2 separate regions of the Mus musculus genome follow, and region 2 is linked to region 1. The links are chromatin contacts, called in public HiChIP or PLAC-seq maps. All regions are on one chromosome and are shown on one strand. The core of a region is the stretch at or near the end of the contact, and the rest is flanking DNA. Distances in the headings are between cores, read along the strand shown. Region 1 overlaps Tmco4 (transmembrane and coiled-coil domains 4). Region 2 overlaps Iffo2 (intermediate filament family orphan 2).

Region 1 (2,924 bases), core at 42-2,541:
AGGGGCTCATGACCTATTAAAGTTTCCATCTGATAGTTTTCATTACTAGGGATGGAACCAAGGGCCTTGTATACTAGGCGAGCACTTTGCTACAGAGCTATTTCCCTAACCTTTGGATTTTTAACACACACTGTGGTGGTTTGAATGAGAATGGCCCCATAGGCTCACATATTTGAATATTGGCCGTTAGTGGAACTGTTTGAGGAGGATCAGGAGGTGTGGCCTTGCTGGAGGAGGTGTGGCCTTGCTGGAGGAGGTGTGGCCTTGCTGCAGGAGGTGTGGCCTTGCTGCAGGAGGTGTGGCCTTGCTGGAAGAGGTATAGCCTTGTTGGAGGAGGTGTGGTTTGTCACTGCGGGTGGGCTTTGGTGTTTCAAAAGCCTTGTGTTTGTGGATTGAGGTGTGAGCTCTCAGCAACTGCTACAGCGCCACCTCTGCTTGCCTGCAACCATGCTCCCGAGTGTGACGGTCATAAACTCTAACCCTTTGGAACTGTGAGTCTCAAGTTCAATACTTTATTTTATAAGTTGCCTTGGTCATGGTGTCTCATCACAGAACAGGCCCGACCAGGCTACTCTTTGGAGGAAAGAGGAAGACTTTGGGATTTTGGACTAGGAAGGTGGCCAAATGCTATAAGCTGTGCTTACTGGGCCATCCTAGTAGAAGCTTGGAAGACAATAGTTGTTGAGGGAAATGTGAACAATGGAGGCCCAGCTCGACAGATATCACAGGGGAACAATATTAGCAACAGGGCTAGAGAACATTCTTATGCTCTAGAGTTTTCTACTAATTTCATTGGCTGGTGTTTATATTTTGATACACAGGGTCTTGGCTTTCCCATCAGAAATGTAATTTATTTATGGACAAGGTCTCACATTGCTTAGATGGCCCCAGATTCACTATGTAGCCAAGGCTGGCCTCCCACCTCTCAGGTGCTGGGATTCTAGGCATGAACCCCATGGGTCCTTCATTGAGGGCGTGTCACTTGGGAATACAATTTCTGGTAAACTGAGGACTGCAATCTAGTTGGGACTAGATGGACTGATTATGAGCATGCGCATACTTGAGTAAAGGCAGTTTTCCCTGCTCTGCAGTAAACCATCCACCCTCAGTGGCTCTCGGTGAACAGTGTTTCTTCCCAAGAGTCTACTAACCAGGCATAGCTGCTCCCTGAAGCTCAGGCAGGACTCACTTCTGGAAAATTCTCAGGCATTAAACTCCCTCTCCCACCTTGGCTCTTCTCTCAGATTTTGCATTAGGCAACCAAGGAACTTCCTCATTCCCGTTTTCCACTTCCTTACCCCCACAAAGGCATTGTGGGCAATTTCTGCAAATAGATCTTGCTGTGGTTTCTCTCTTCCTCTGTCTAAGCTGTTACTGAAGCACCAGGCATGGATTTCACACCCTGCCTTCTCATGTCCAGAAATTTCATTTGATTTATATTCAAATCTCTTGTTATTCTATCTATCTATCTATCTATCTATCTATCTATCTATCTATCTATCTATCTATCTATCTATCTATCTATCTTTGGTTTTTCTAAGACAGAGTCTTTCTGTGTAGCCCTGGCTGTCCTGGAACTCACTCTGTTGACCAGGCTGGGCTTGAACTCAGGGAACCTCTTGCCTCTGCCTCCCAGGTGCTGGGATTAAAGGTGTGCACAGCTATCATCAGGCCCATTATTTTTTTTATTTTTCTAGTGTCTTGTTAATCTGTTGGGTTTCTTCTATCTTTTTTCTTTTCTGAGAGAATCTCTATATAAAACCCAGGCTGGCCTAGAACTCATGGCCCTCCTGCTTCAGCCTCTTGGGTGCTGGAGTCAAAAGGCTGTGCTGCCACCCCTCCGGCCTTCTCCTTTTTTTTTTTTTTCCTTCTTCTTTCCTTATTAGATATGATTGACATGAAACTTGATTTGTAGACCAGATTGGCCTCAAACTCAAGAAGAGCTGCCTGCCTCTCTCCCAGTGCTTGGATTAAAGGCGTGTGCCACCCTATGCCATGCCATGCCACCTCTAGCTCCTCTCTACTCAGCTGCAGTTTTTAACCTATGTTTTAAACAACTGTAACATACTGATTTTCTAAGCATGAGGTCTGAGCCGGATGCCTCAGCCTCGAAGTGCTGGGTCACAGGCCTGGACCCTCCCATTACCTCGCATCACCTCCCAACACCTCCCATCACCTCTTCTCTTCTGTTTTTGTTTCTCTACTCCTTGGAAGCTCAGCTCAGCACTTCAAGGAGAATCTGCTGCAACTTAATTAGCGTTTATGGGGTATCTGTAATGGGAGAATTTACACTGCTAATTAGTGGAAAAGCTAATTAGTCTGCACAATTGCCACACTAGAAATATGCTAATATAGACCTATTTCTGCCTGCCCCCTCACTTTCTGGGTCTCTCGCTCTTTCTTTTGCTCTCTCTTTTAAGACAAGAGCTCATCTGTACCTCAGGCTGGCCTGGAACTCCTTGTGTAGCTCAGGCTGACCTTGAGTTTGTGCTAATTCTTCCTACTGAGTGCAAGCATTAGCTACGGCAACCAGTATTCTATCTATCTATTCACCCACCCACCCATCCATCCATCCATCCATCCACCCATCCATCCACCCACCCATCCATCCATCCACCCACCCACCCATCTATCCATCCATCCATCCATCCACCCACCCACCCACCCACCCACCCATTCATCCATCCATCCATCCATCCATCCATCCATCCATCCATCCATCCATCCATCCACCCATCCATCCATCCATCTATCTACTATCTATTTATTTATATTTATTTTATTTTGGAGGTGCTGAGGCTTAAACCCAGGGTCACATACCTGCTGTGCAAATTCTCTACCACTGTAATATGCACAGCCTCTTCCCCTTGTATATATTTTATTTTTATTTAGTCTTGTCTTTTCTTTTCTTTTTTCTTCTCTTT
Region 2 (3,254 bases), core at 23-2,522, 560 kb before region 1:
GGTGTGTTCTTATACTGGGAGCGTTTAATCCCCCAAGGACTGCTCCCATGTTGAAGATGAGGAAGAATGTTAGCCTCCAGGCAAGGGTTAGCCTGCTCCTCTTCCTCCTCCTCCGAGGCTTTTCTCTCTCAGAATGCCGCCACAGATTTAAGGCAGACTGAGGGACCAGGATATATCCTCTCAGATGGCCTGGGCATCAATACCGCTCAGAGCTCTCTTCTAAGAATGAAGCCAGGGATAACGATAGGGCTCTAAGTGAGGCCACCTCCACCCTCTTCACCATGCCAGCATCTGAGGGCAGCCTCACCTTGCTCTGAGCACCCTGGGCCCTGGTTAGATGAAGCAAGGAGGGATTAGAGAAAAGAAGATCTCTGCAAAGGGAGAGCTGAGTCTACAGCTAGAGGCCAGCCTTGCGATCTCTTCTTGGTAGGAGTGTGATAGTCAACGATTGGAACGGGAATCCGTTCTCTCCACCATGTGGGGTATGTGGTGGCAAAACGCCTTTCCCTGCTGAGCCATCTTGCTGACCCTTATTAAATGAAAGGGCATGGGTTAGATGGGTAGACCAGAAGATGAATAGGTAGATGGATAGGTGGGTATGAAGGTGAATGGGGGCAGTGTGTGTGTGTGTGTGTGTGTGTGTGTGTGTGTGTGTGTGTGTGTGTGTGTGTGTGTGTGTGTGTATGAATGGGAGAGGGGATGAATGGGGCTGGGGGCAGGAATGAATGAAATGATCCACACTCAGGCCCCTTCCTTCGGCCTGAGCCCTACCCCAGGGTCTTATCTTTATCTCCCAGGCTGAGGAATCCACAACCAAATTCCCAGCACAACCAGGCTCTCTCTACAGCCACTGGGCTCAGACATCCCTCCTGGGGGAGGGGCAAAATACAGCCAGGACAGGAAGCTTGCAGGAGAAAGAGAAGCCTTCCCCTCCCACGACTTACAACCTTTCAAGGCCTGGAGGGGAGGCAGGGACATTAGACAATCAATGCAGAGAGAGGAAATGACCCCACAAAGGAGCCCCACCACCACCTCGGCGGCGGAAGAGGCACATGTGGGAGCCTGGCAGCTGGAGGGGGAGGTGGCAGCCTCGTCACAGCCAGATGTGGCCTCTCAGCATTCCAGAGGAGCCAGCGCTAGGACCACGTGACAGATGAGAAATCTCGGCTGACCACTGGGGGTGGGGTGGGGGAGGCAGCTTTAAAGCCAGCCTAGTCCGAGCTGCTGGAACCAGGCCAGTAGTTCTGCCTCTTGCATGAGCTCAAAATGACACACAGAAGCAGGAAGAAGCCCACAAAGTCTAGCTACGGAGAAACGGAAACCCAATCTGAAGCCGCTGACAGAGGGGCTGACTCATGGGTCTTTCATATCCTGTGCAGTCAGAGAAAGGCTCAAAGGCCCCAGAAGAAAGTGGGTGCAGCCCCAGCAAATAATTAGAGCATCACAGACAACCCCGGGCCCATGGGGAGTCCATCCCAGAGTCCCCAGACTGTACAGACAGAAGCAGAAATGAAGACATTCAGAAAGGAGACACTTTTATGCCCCCCTTGATTTGACTATCAGACTACGGAAACAATGAACCTCAAGAAATGGAACCCCCCCCCCCCCAAGGAATCTCATAACAGCGCAAGGGAAAAGGCGACAGCCAAAAGGGAACCTGGTCTCCTGGAAAAGGATTCCACACAGTTTTAACCAATGAGGGTGAAGCCAGACGATGATAGGTCAGTGGCGGGGCAGAACCGCACTCTGTCCAAGGCTGGATAGATGCTCAAACCCATGGCTATTTAAACACTTCCCCTCGCTTCGAGCCCCCAAGAGTGACTTGAGGGGGTCATTGTCCCTCTCCCCAGTGTGGCCACACTGAGAACGTCTTCCTCTCTCACACTATTAATCTGGCTGTTTTAATTAGCTGCTCAAGAATGGCTTCTTCGGGTATAGACAGCGACTCCAAGTTTGGTAACATTCCAACGCCTGTTCCCACATCCCCCGGCTGTGATATCCCAGGCGAACTCATCGCCCTTTGTGAGTTGCTTTTCTATATTCCCCATTTCTGAAGATAGTTGTGGGAACCACTCTGCAAGTAGAGGAAGAGGAGGGTGAAGAAGACCCCAGCGCCGAGACAGGGCTGAGCATCGGATCCTGCACTTCAGCTCAGTCTAGCTCCAAGTGCAGGCCAGGCAGGCAAGGGCGCTGGGCGGGAGCCTCAGGGTGGGGTGGGGGTGGGACAACAAGAATGGTCCCGCCTGGCAGCAGGCACGCCCAGGCCGACTCACTCAGGTGATGGGAAACAGGCGCAGGTGAGGCTGGGCTGGAGCCCTCAGTGGAAAACTTCACTCTGGGCCAAGCGTGGGCCGGGGCCTGGCCCTGGCCCTGGGTGGGGGTGGACGGCAGCTTCCTTTCCTGTGGTCTGCCTAAGCCTTCTCTGTTCCAGCCCACTCACCAAGGGGAAGTCATCCCACTACCCTGGGGCAGGACCAGGTATGGGCAGACAAGGGGCTTCCAGCAGAGCAGAGGTTCAGCCAAAGGCCCTTATGTGCTAGACAGGAGCGTCAGCAGAGACCAACCAGGGAGCCTTGGGCCACACAGCCCAGGGCTGGTTCTTCTGGGAGGGCCCAGATCCTCACTGGCTTCTCTGCACCTTCCAAAGGGGCTCAGTAACCTTGACTGAGTCTACATCTTCACTCTACACCACACCCATTCGTTTGTTCTGTACTGCAGCCCCTCTGAGTCTGCAACAGAATACAGAAATGATGAGGGAGTAGGGCGGGGGTGGGGGGTAGGGCACCTTGACAACCCAGGGCACCACCAACCACCAGCCCATGCCTCAGGAAGCTAAAGGCTGAGCCACAAACCCAGAAAGCACTCCCCCCCCCTTCCTCTCCCCGTTTCTTCCTTCCCGGGACTTCCAGCACATAGGCAGTGAAGGTGACAGCCAGGGACCTCAAGTGAACCCACCCGCTACGGAAGGAAGCCCTGCACTCCCATGCTCCTACCCACCTGTGCCTGCCTGGGCCTTCTGGGTACCACCCCACCTTACCACCTCTTTGGGACGCTGCCATGCAGACATGCCCACTAGGACTGCCCAGCTGTACTCCGCTGCTCAGAAGGAAACACAAATTAAATGCCAGCTGATTGTCTCCACGGAGGAGGTATTAATTTAATGTGAACACTTAACCCAGGCGGCCGATCCCATTACAGGCGATAATAGCTGGAGCAGGCCAGAGCCCAGACAGCAGGCTGGTAATGGGGCTGGA

Evidence for each region. HiChIP or PLAC-seq counts read pairs in DNA pulled down with a chosen protein or histone mark.
Region 2: a contact with region 1 is called in an H3K27ac HiChIP or PLAC-seq map of microglia, with 6 times the contacts expected there. The contact joins two enhancer-like sites. A contact is called at or near these places in 1 of 484 Hi-C or Micro-C datasets (the G1E-ER4 cell line) and 1 of 115 datasets of contacts at active chromatin or transcription factors (microglia).

What each region holds. Positions count from the first base shown.
Region 1 is chr4:139,042,173-139,045,096 of GRCm38.p6, reverse strand. All of the region lies in intron 14 of Tmco4 (transmembrane and coiled-coil domains 4), which reads right to left. Among named protein-coding and RNA genes, the nearest start is that of Gm33214, 24 kb to the right of the region's middle. Within about 2 kb of position 1,291, at least 13 of the 459 cell types and tissues checked have an H3K27ac peak or open chromatin away from gene starts, as enhancers often do. A contact at or near this core is called in microglia, where this site is marked.
Region 2 is chr4:139,597,114-139,600,367 of GRCm38.p6, reverse strand. The region is part of intron 1 of Iffo2 (intermediate filament family orphan 2); the gene reads right to left. Among named protein-coding and RNA genes, the nearest start is that of Iffo2, 24 kb to the right of the region's middle. RefSeq lists an enhancer at 1-2,927. Within about 2 kb of position 1,272, at least 322 of the 459 cell types and tissues checked have an H3K27ac peak or open chromatin away from gene starts, as enhancers often do. A contact at or near this core is called in microglia, where this site is marked.